2 separate regions of the Sus scrofa genome follow, and region 1 is linked to region 2. A link is a contact called in public HiChIP or PLAC-seq data. All regions are on one chromosome and are shown on one strand. The core of a region is the stretch at or near the end of the contact, and the rest is flanking DNA. Distances in the headings are between cores, read along the strand shown. Region 1 overlaps ETF1 (eukaryotic peptide chain release factor subunit 1). Region 2 holds the start of REEP2 (receptor expression-enhancing protein 2).

Region 1 (4,769 bases), core at 22-2,521, 54 kb before region 2:
CACTGACCTGTCCCTAACCACAGGGCGATACTTCGATGAAATCAGCCAAGACACGGGCAAGTACTGTTTTGGAGTTGAAGATACACTAAAGGCTTTAGAAATGGGAGCTGTAGAGATTCTAATAGTCTATGAAAACCTGGATATAATGAGATATGTTCTTCATTGCCAAGGCACAGAAGGTATGAGAATTAGAAAATAAGAACACTGCTTGTTACTGGGCTGTATATTCAAGAAGCCTGAGGTGGAGATTTGGGAAAGATGGCTAATTTCAGGAGCAATCAAAAGGCAGATCTAGATCTTGTTCCCACTCTTTCATTTTGTATCCCATTCCTTCATAGATTTTTCTGATTGGACTGATAAACATTTGCTTGAGATTGTTAAATTTTTTGAGGACAAAGGCTATATGTATACTAAATGTTTTTAGTATTTCTTTGTGATAGGAGTGGTGTGCCTGATAGACATTATTCAGTCACTGCATGCTGACTAATGTGCTTATGAAAAGAAAGTTGATAGAATGAGTTCAGGAGCCCTTTCATCTAACCTAACTCATCTCATAGGACTTAAACTTGTTAGTATATGAGAACCAGGTTAACACATTTTTTTCCCCTAATACTGCAGAGGAGAAAATTCTCTATCTAACTCCAGAACAAGAGAAGGATAAATCTCATTTTACAGACAAAGAGGTATGTCATTGTTGATTTTGTTTGGCAGTGGATGCAAGGAGACATAAATCCATGTGTTAGAGCCCTGGCGGCATAGAGCAGTATCAGCCTTGGGAAACCAAACTTCATACTTGTCGGCAGTGGGAGTACTGGGAGGTGGTCAGCTCTTATCTGCCACGTACGGATCTGATTCCAAGGAAGGAGGCCAGGTCATAGTTTATGGTAGAGAGGAAGATTTATTTAAATAATGCCTCTCCTTCACTCCATGTACTTTACCAGTTCTTCTGCTGAAGCAGCTTTTGCAGATTTGGCCTAAATGTATCACCACAGCTCAAAGTGTCACCTGCTCAACACACATTCTTGTAATTGGTAGCTTCTTCATATCCTAAGTTGAGGGACTTTGGCTTTTTATAAGGCTGCTCTAAAAAGCAGTGCTGGTATATCTCTTGGCTGTTGAATGAGTGCTGCCTAGAGACACTTTGCAACAGCCTGACTTCTAGAGACAGCAGGAGGAACCCTAAGTTGCAAAACTGCTAAGTGTGTGTTAACATTTCATTACTGAAGCTAGAGCCTGGGGGAAAATGTTGTTTGAAGTAATCAGAATTTCTGTGCTGTTGCAATCACGTCACCACAAACGAGAATTCATTTACAGCTTTACACACATACATAGAATGAGAGGAAGGAGAATGTTGGCAGGCAGGGGAGCACGTGCCCCTGTTTTGATACATCCTAATCCTGTTTATGTGTCTCCTGGCTGCCCCTGCAGACAGGACAAGAACATGAGCTGATTGAGAGCATGCCCCTGCTGGAATGGTTTGCTAACAATTATAAAAAATTTGGAGCTACGTTGGAAATTGTCACAGATAAGTCACAAGAAGGATCCCAATTTGTGAAAGGATTTGGTGGAATTGGAGGTGAGTAGCAAAATCAGAAAACTAAAAATTAAGGTCTTAGGCCACAGTCTTTCCTAGCTATCCCAAAATTACTTCAGGTGGGGTATGCTCATCCATTGAGGCAGCATGTAGCCACAGGTTCCTTGGTTGGGACCGTTTTTATCATCACCTCTTTGCTTTCTATAATTCTGCAAGTGGATTGGGCTTCCCTTTAAATTAGAGCGAACTGTTCCCCCCACCTCGGTTCTGTGAACCACACGTATTTACTCCTTTTTTTTCTTTCCTCCAGGTATCTTGCGGTACCGAGTAGATTTCCAGGGAATGGAATACCAAGGAGGAGATGATGAATTTTTTGACCTTGATGACTACTAGGTAGTCGACATGGGTCCGGCAAAACGTGCCTCACCCTCCAGCATCCAACCCAAGGAGCATACCCGTGGTGGAATCCAAACAGATCCCTGCCTTACAATTGGAACACTTCCGGAACTTAATCCATGAGCATTGGATATTGAAAAGAAAACCGAAACAAAACCAGACCCAACCCTACACTTTGGTTTGTCATGGTGTCAGCGCAGCAGCCTACAACTAAGTTCCTAAATGCCACTTTGGACTAATTTAAAAAGAATCCCAGTTTTTACTTTTACTCGATGGTGAAATTGGTTGCTCTTGTATTTTATGAAAAAAAAAAATGATTTTTTTAACCTTCATACATAGAAGCAAAAATACTTTAACTGCTGTAAACCTTCAAAAGTTAATAGAAATGAGATCATACTGGTTTGTTTCTTATTTTGATTGGAGAAAAATTAAATTGCTGCATTTCGCAGTGACCCATTTACATGGCATTCTCAGCTTAGACTGCATAAGAAGAAATATATGTGGTGAAATGTTGGAACCATTTCTCTCTCGGTCTCTGTTTAATGTTGAAAGGGTGAGCTAATAGGAGACAGATTCAACTTCACTCCCTCACACTACCCTCCCCCTCCAGACCGTCACTTTCAAGGATGCAGATTGCATTGCAAAGACAAACTGACACATGAAGCATTTGGGCCAGTGCTGTTACTTTCAATCTGTTTTGCTGGCGCATTCGCGCCCGGGGTTTGGGAGCCCTTAACATCAATTGCTTTGACAAGGGTTCGCATAGTCTTGCCTACTAAAAACAGTTTGGGATGGATATGATGGGGCTTCTGTGCTATTGCTGGGATTGGGAGAAATAAAACATGCAATTTAAGTGGAAGCAAAGAAATTTAAAGAATATTTTATTTTGCTTGGGTCTGTCCTTGGCAAAAGGGAGGTGGTCGTGTTTTCCTTGTGTTGGATGGCATGAGATTATGTGAATGTGTTGATTTTTTAAAAATGAACTGCAAGGTTTTTCACAGGAACAACAGACATGTATAACTGCATGTAATTATAAGCCCCTGACCTCCTGGTGGGGTTGGAGCATCTGTTTCAAATATGGGACTTACAAGCACCTCTCATAGAAGTTATGGGAGGGGGGTGGGAAGGGCAGGGGCGGGAAGGGATGGGACAGAGCTTCTGGCACCAAGGACTTAACCATGTTGGATTCAAAAGTGGGCCTGAAAACCTGAAGCTGAGGCTTCACAGCTGGGCTGTAAATCGGACTTGACCCCAGCTGACATGCAAGGTCACGGCGTGCCTGGGGTGGTGACAGTGAACAAGGTGTATAGAATGTGCCCAGTGGTAGCAATGGGAAAAAAAGTATACCAAATGGACTTTGAAGGACCAAAGGTTTTTAAAAGTCAATTGGTATTACCCTCAACACTGCTAGGGTAGTGGGGTGCACTTGCTTTTCAAATTGGGTACTTATAACACTTTAGTGCCTGACTGCTGTTCTTCACTGACTTGACTCAGTCACTCGTAGCTTTATTGGTCTGAACCAGCTCCTTGTTCCCAGGTTGCAGACCTGCCTATCGTTCCAATAATCCTGTTTCACTTGAATGAAGGGAGTTATGTCTTAAATGTAAAGCTTCTGGTTCTCACACTGTACTCTGAGGTCCAAATGACTGTCTTGTCAATGTATAATCTGATGTCTCAACCCCCAGTGAGAAGAGTCGATTCTTTGGTATTCACCAACGTGGGAGACTTCACCGGAACAGGCTTTTGCTTTGGGCTCTGCTGTTTGTTTGCAGAACACCCAAGAGCCAGCAAACATGCTCTCTTCACAGCAGTACCTTAGGGTTTTGCCATTGTAAATGGGTCTGATGTGATATGACAAGACCAGAGAAATTGGATGTAAATTTACATTTTTGAATATGCTTGTTGTTTCACATGATACATTTAGGGTATGCAGCTCCTTTTGTAGTTTTTATTTTTACTATTTAAGTTTGGAAATGATGCCAAATTTTTGTATTTCTTTAATCAATGTGTTCTCTTCGGTGATATATATTGCATTATATATTGATGTGTGTATCAATATATACTGATATGTATTACACTTACACATACACATAAGAGGGGGTGGAAACCGTAGCCTTTGCATTCTCTATAGCCTCTACAGAGAGATCCTAAGCAGCGAAATCTTGGTGTTGTGATGTACAGAAATGGAGAAGAGTATTAAACCATATTTAAGAATATACTTTGTGTGTTTGAGATTCTTTAGGACTGTTCCTAAGAAAGATCTGAACTGAGGAGACAGTGTGAGTGAGCTCACCAAGGCATGTGGCAGTTTCATTGTAGTTACTAACTTTTGCCTTAGATTTAGTTGTTTTCCTGCTATATTTGCCTATGGAAGGGTATATGCAAAGGACATCTGAGGTCATGATTCCAGCGTTAATACCACAGGAGGAAGCTCTGGTTGTTGGGGCCAAACTAATTTGTATCTTACCCTATTCTACAGCATGCCAAGGGAAACTTGCCCCCCCCCTTTTAAGCTATTTCAAGTATGTTCTTATACTGTGTAATTCAATAGTCAATGGATAGGAGGTGCTTCCCATTTTACAAATGGTGAAACAGGACAAAAGAAATTAAGTAGCAAGTCTTTAGTGGCAAAGCCAAGTTTTATCTCAGGCCTAATCCCAAAGTTGATGCTCTTTCTACATCTGGTTGCCTCTGCATCTGATAGAATGGTCCAGATGGAAGAGCAGAAATTAAGCCTACTACTCTCTGATCTTGAATACCTGGAACTGGATAGGAAAGCAATAACCTCATTCAAGAGCAAGTCAAAGGCTGGCTCAGTGGAATAAGGCTTCTAGTCTGT
Region 2 (4,664 bases), core at 4-2,503:
AGGTGACAGCAGGGAGGGGATTCTGGGCCGGCAGGCCCTCATGGTAGAGGCTGGGGGGCAGGGTCATGAGCTGAGGCAGGGGTTGCCTGAGGCCCACGTGGAGCCCCTGGCCGCCCAGCCCCTTGACAATGTGTGGGTACTGCCTGTTCCCACACAGACTTGCCTCACTGAGGCAGGATACATCCGAAATGGCCCGTGGAGATGGGGTGGCGGGCGGAATCCTCAAGGACAAAGCCTGCGTTGTGGGAGCAAGGTTCCCTCCTGGAGCCTGGGGGAGGTGGTGGGGACATAGCTGGCAGCCTGGAATGAAGGCCACCTAACAGCCTCCCTCCGCAGCTTTCACAACCCCAGGCTGAGCACACACATCCTCTCCCAGGTGCCTCCCACACTTTGTCCTCCAACCATCTCTGCTTTCCAGAGCCCGGCCGCCCTGGGGGCCTCCCTGTGCCCTCACTCAGTCTCCTGACAGTCAGTGGAAGAAGGAGGGGAAACCAGGCCCTTTGGAGGAGCCAGGGCTGCCATGGCCCTACGCTATGGAATGAGGACGCCCTGCCTCGCTCCCCGCTCCTCCGGTAGCCCTCTCCCCCAGGGAGATGGGAGCCCAGGTCTGAGGAGCTCGTCCAGCCCAGATCTGCTACGTGGGGAAGCGGACATACCATCTCCCCTCGTCAATCAAGCCGTGCCGCCCAGCTCCCGGGATGAGGGAGGATGAAGGAGCAGGAAAATTAAAAATAAAAGGGGTGGGAAGCCAGGCCTGCCATGCTCCTCTAACATTTTCCCCCTCCGGTCCTGGGTCCTACACCGTCATGTCTCGAGGACCCCAAATAGGGACGATGTGCCTTTAGGTGAGTCTGCTGTGTGAAGCCACAGAGAGGTCCTCTCCGGGCTTCAATATCCCTCAACCCCCATCCTTACCGCCCCATCCCCCCTCCAAACGGCCGCGCCCCGCCACCGCCACCGCCACCCCCGCAGCCGCACTCACACCACCAGGCGAGAGATGATCCAGGACACCATGGCGGGGCCGCGCGGGGCGCGGGGCGCGGACCCGGCCCCGGCCAAGGATGTAGCTGCCGGAGGCCCAGCGGCGGCGGCAGCAGGAGCCGCAGTAGCAGCAGCACCCGCAGCAGCAGCCGCCGCGGGGGCCGCGGAGCGCCGAGCCGCCGCCGTTAAAGGGGAGGTCCCTGCCGCAGCGGCGGGCCGTGGGCGGCGGCGGCGGCTCTTAAAGGGGAGGCCGCGGCCGCGCGGCGGCGGCGGCGCGCCCCCCTGCACCTGCTGTGGCCGGGCATGCGCCTTTGACCCTCAGCGCCCTGCCTTCCTCTAATCACTTGTTCACCTTGCTTGGGTTCCAAGCCCAGGGTTCAGGTGTTCGGAGGCCTTCAGACTTCCATCCTGACATCCTGACCCTCCTCCTGTCCTACCCATATCAGGCTAAAGGACTTAAACATCCCACGGGGAATAACAGCTATGGCTTAGTGCTTACTGTGTGCCAGGGCCTGTGTGCTAAGATCTTCAAGTGCGTTATTTATGTGACTATCCTATAAGGCAGAGGTTGTAATTATCCTCATTTTGAAGATAAGACAATGGGAAGCATAGGGAGGTTCAAGAATTTGCTGGGGATCACAAAACCACTAAGTCATGCTGTTAAGGTAGGAACTCCAGAAGTCCACGAAACAGGCTACTTCTCCCAGCTGCTGACTAGCAAACCCTCCTCCCCCACCGCAGGCCATCAAGACACCCACCCAGGAATTCCTGAAGTCAAAGGTATAGGGGCATCTGTCCACCCCGCCATCACCAGTCACTCCAGTTGTAGGAAGACCTGACACAGTCCCCAGTGTGATTTCTTTTAGGTTGTCAGTTCCTAAGCTTTGTAGGGGAACAAACCTTTTGCTCTCGAGGTGGATACCCTGGGACAAGGGAATCACCCTCTTAGTAAAGAGAGGCTGGGAGAGAGGCCTAGGGTCTAGGTAGGTGTGAATCCAGGGGCTCCAGTTCCACCCCCATCAGCAAGAACCGGTGCCAGTGGATGGCCTAATTCTGAATACATTTATATCCAGAATGTAGGCTAGCCTGCCTCCTGATTTTCACCAAAGCAACAAAGCTCCAGCAACCTCTGTAACCCCCCTTCCCCCGCTGCTTTTTTTTCCTGTCCGCATTTCAAAGCTTCTGCATTCTTTATGTCAAGGTGTAATCCTCTGATGATCACAGAATAACCCGTGCCCATCCTGGCTGAAAGGACACGCTCAGAACTCTATTTCACTTATGGCCTTATTCAAACTCAGTATCCTTGAACCACACAATGGTCTATTTCCACCCTGATAATTGTATTTCCAGGCTCTAAACATTTTGGAAGATGTTTTTTTCCAACAGGATCCAGAGGAGCAGCCTCTGGTGACCCTTCTTGCTATTCTTTACAGCTTCCTCTTCAAAAGGCCTTCTCTAATTGGAACGTAGCCTGTCCTCACCCCTTAGGCCACTTGAATTGCTGCTTGATAAACAAGAATAAATCCTCTCTGGGCCTTCTTCTACCAACCCTGAGGTGGATCTAGGGCCACATGATTCACAGGTGGGCAAGGAGGCCTCTTGCTTTGAGGAGCCCTGCCACAACTGCCCAAAGCTTTGCACAAGCCATTCCCTAAGGCCATTTCCCCAGACTGCTCCAGGAAGGGAGGAACCCACAGTTCCCACAGAGCAAAACCAATGGGAAGCCTATCTTTGCTCCTATCCTCTAACTTACGCAGCATCATCCCCTCATCCCCAAGCCCTCACACCACAATGACCTGGCACTTCCCTTTCCCAACTGGGCACAGATCCAGGAAGCAAAGTGTAATAATTGGATGCAGCAATGTAGTGATGATATGTAAATGAACCATCCTCCACCTCCAATCCTCTCCTTAACCTGGCCCTGCTTTTCATTTTTATTTATTATTAATTTTTAATTTTTTTTGGCCACGCCCAAGACACGTGGAAGTTCCCAGGCCAGGGATCCAAACTGCACCACAGCCGTAACTAGAGCCACAGCAGTGACAACATCGGATCCTTAACCCGTTGAGCCACCTGGGAACTCTGTGGCCCTGCTTTTTAGAATGGCTGGCACAGGAAGAATTTAGTCCACTACAAACAGATTTGTTAGATTTTTAATAAGAACATGGAAATCCCAATCAGCCCTTCAACAAAATTAAAATACAGAAAGTGAAATTAAAAGTATTCTACAGTAAATGACTTTTATTAAAAAAAAAAAAAAAGTAACTGTGAACATATAAACAAGCCTGCAGGGCACTACAGTACAGCTGGGAAGAAGATAGATACATTTTCCAATGTACCTATGGGCCAATGAACTCCATCATTTTCAAAGAAATTCTTAATAAAACTCCACTGAGTTGGAAAGTTTTGCTGAAAATATTTTTGGACCAAAAAACCCCCCAAAACAAAAAGCCTCATGAAGGAAAGCAAACTTTCCTCTGCATTTGGAACCATTAAGAGGAGTTCCAAGGGAACGCTGGTAATAGGTGGAAATAGTTCCTGGAGTCACCAGTGTGTGTAGGCATGGAACACACCACAGATCAGACACGACAAAGTTCTTTCGCAAGACTGCTGTTCCCTCAAGATAAGATTGAAATGGGAGAAGGAAAATAAAAGAACCTTAAAAAGCCAATTCTTTTAAATTCTGCTTTGGCTGATTTTTGTGCTATAATGGGCAGTTGATTTCTAAAAATCTTATTTCTTCAAAGAGTTTTATTGAAAGGAAGACTAAATGTAATGTGCCTTTCCTCATAATCCAGGAAAACAACTGTGGTATTTCAAAAATTCTAAAAATATCTACTTTCATGAAATAGTAACTATTTCACTACAAACCTATATTTCACTAAAATACACACGCTTCCTAATCCTGGAGCCTCCTGGGAAAAGCAGTGGATCCTCCCTGGGTCTTTTAAGACTCCAGTGCTCAGGGGAGAGGTGGCGGGGAATGGCTTCACCTGGCTCCTGGGATGGGCTGTTGTCAGAGGCTGTGTGCAGAGACACTGTCAGGCTTCCACCAGGCGTGGCTACGCAGTTAACCCCCGCTTGCACCAGCTGCGTGATTCCCCTACCTCCAAACACATTCCCACTTAACTAGGCACGAAATAGAAAGAAAAGAAGGGTGTGCCCACGTTCCTGGCTCCATGAACCTCAGATCACGAGAATGTGCAGGAAAGCCCAGCGATGTTCAGGCAATTCAGAGTCCCAAAAGGCCACAGGATGGGGATGTGGCGCCCTCGGCTTGGAGTCTGAAACTGTGTGTGTGAACAGTGCGACTTTCCTGTGTCAACCTTCAGTGTTGAGGCAGCGTAGAAAAGAGTGGCTGGAGAGTTTGTAATACTGACCACACTGGCTCCAAGTGAAGGACCTCTGCTCCAGCAGAGAACCTGCCGTTCCCTGTATGTGTTGTGAGTGAAAGACCTGCTTCGCAGGGGAGTCTGGAATCGCTCCACGCCTAAGACCTTGCCAGTTTGGATTCGTGAGCCTTGAGGGTGCCAACAGCATCTTTCACTGCGTGATAAATGATGTTCTTCACCTGGAGAGAGCAATCAGCAGAATCAGTTCATGGCAGCCACATACTGTGTTCTGCAAATGGACATGTGTGTTCTGTACTGACTAAGGGCCTCCTGATTAGTGAGGAAAGCCTC

What was found. HiChIP or PLAC-seq counts read pairs in DNA pulled down with a chosen protein or histone mark.
Region 1: an H3K27ac HiChIP or PLAC-seq map of alveolar macrophages shows a contact between it and region 2, with 7 times the contacts expected there. The contact joins the enhancer-like site here to the promoter of REEP2 in region 2. A contact is called at or near these places in 35 of 47 Hi-C or Micro-C datasets (adipocytes, adipose tissue, alveolar macrophages and 17 more) and 2 of 2 datasets of contacts at active chromatin or transcription factors (alveolar macrophages and skeletal muscle).

Annotation. Positions count from the first base shown.
Region 1 is chr2:140,471,308-140,476,076 of Sscrofa11.1, reverse strand. It overlaps ETF1 (eukaryotic peptide chain release factor subunit 1), which reads left to right. Exons shown (of 11, transcript XM_003123975.6): 8 at 24-179; 9 at 619-683; 10 at 1,429-1,576; 11 at 1,845-4,146. The coding sequence ends at 1,927. All of the region lies in intron 2 of LOC106509575 (a long non-coding RNA gene), which reads right to left. Among named protein-coding and RNA genes, the nearest start is that of ETF1, 31 kb to the left of the region's middle. Within about 2 kb of position 1,271, at least 1 of the 83 cell types and tissues checked has an H3K27ac peak or open chromatin away from gene starts, as enhancers often do. A contact at or near this core is called in alveolar macrophages, where this site is marked.
Region 2 is chr2:140,417,011-140,421,674 of Sscrofa11.1, reverse strand. It overlaps REEP2 (receptor expression-enhancing protein 2), which reads right to left and starts at 1,253. Exons shown (of 8, transcript XM_013995145.2): 1 at 983-1,253. The coding sequence starts at 1,014. KDM3B (lysine-specific demethylase 3B) reads right to left here. Exons shown (of 26, transcript XM_003480917.4): 26 at 3,119-4,552. The coding sequence ends at 4,472.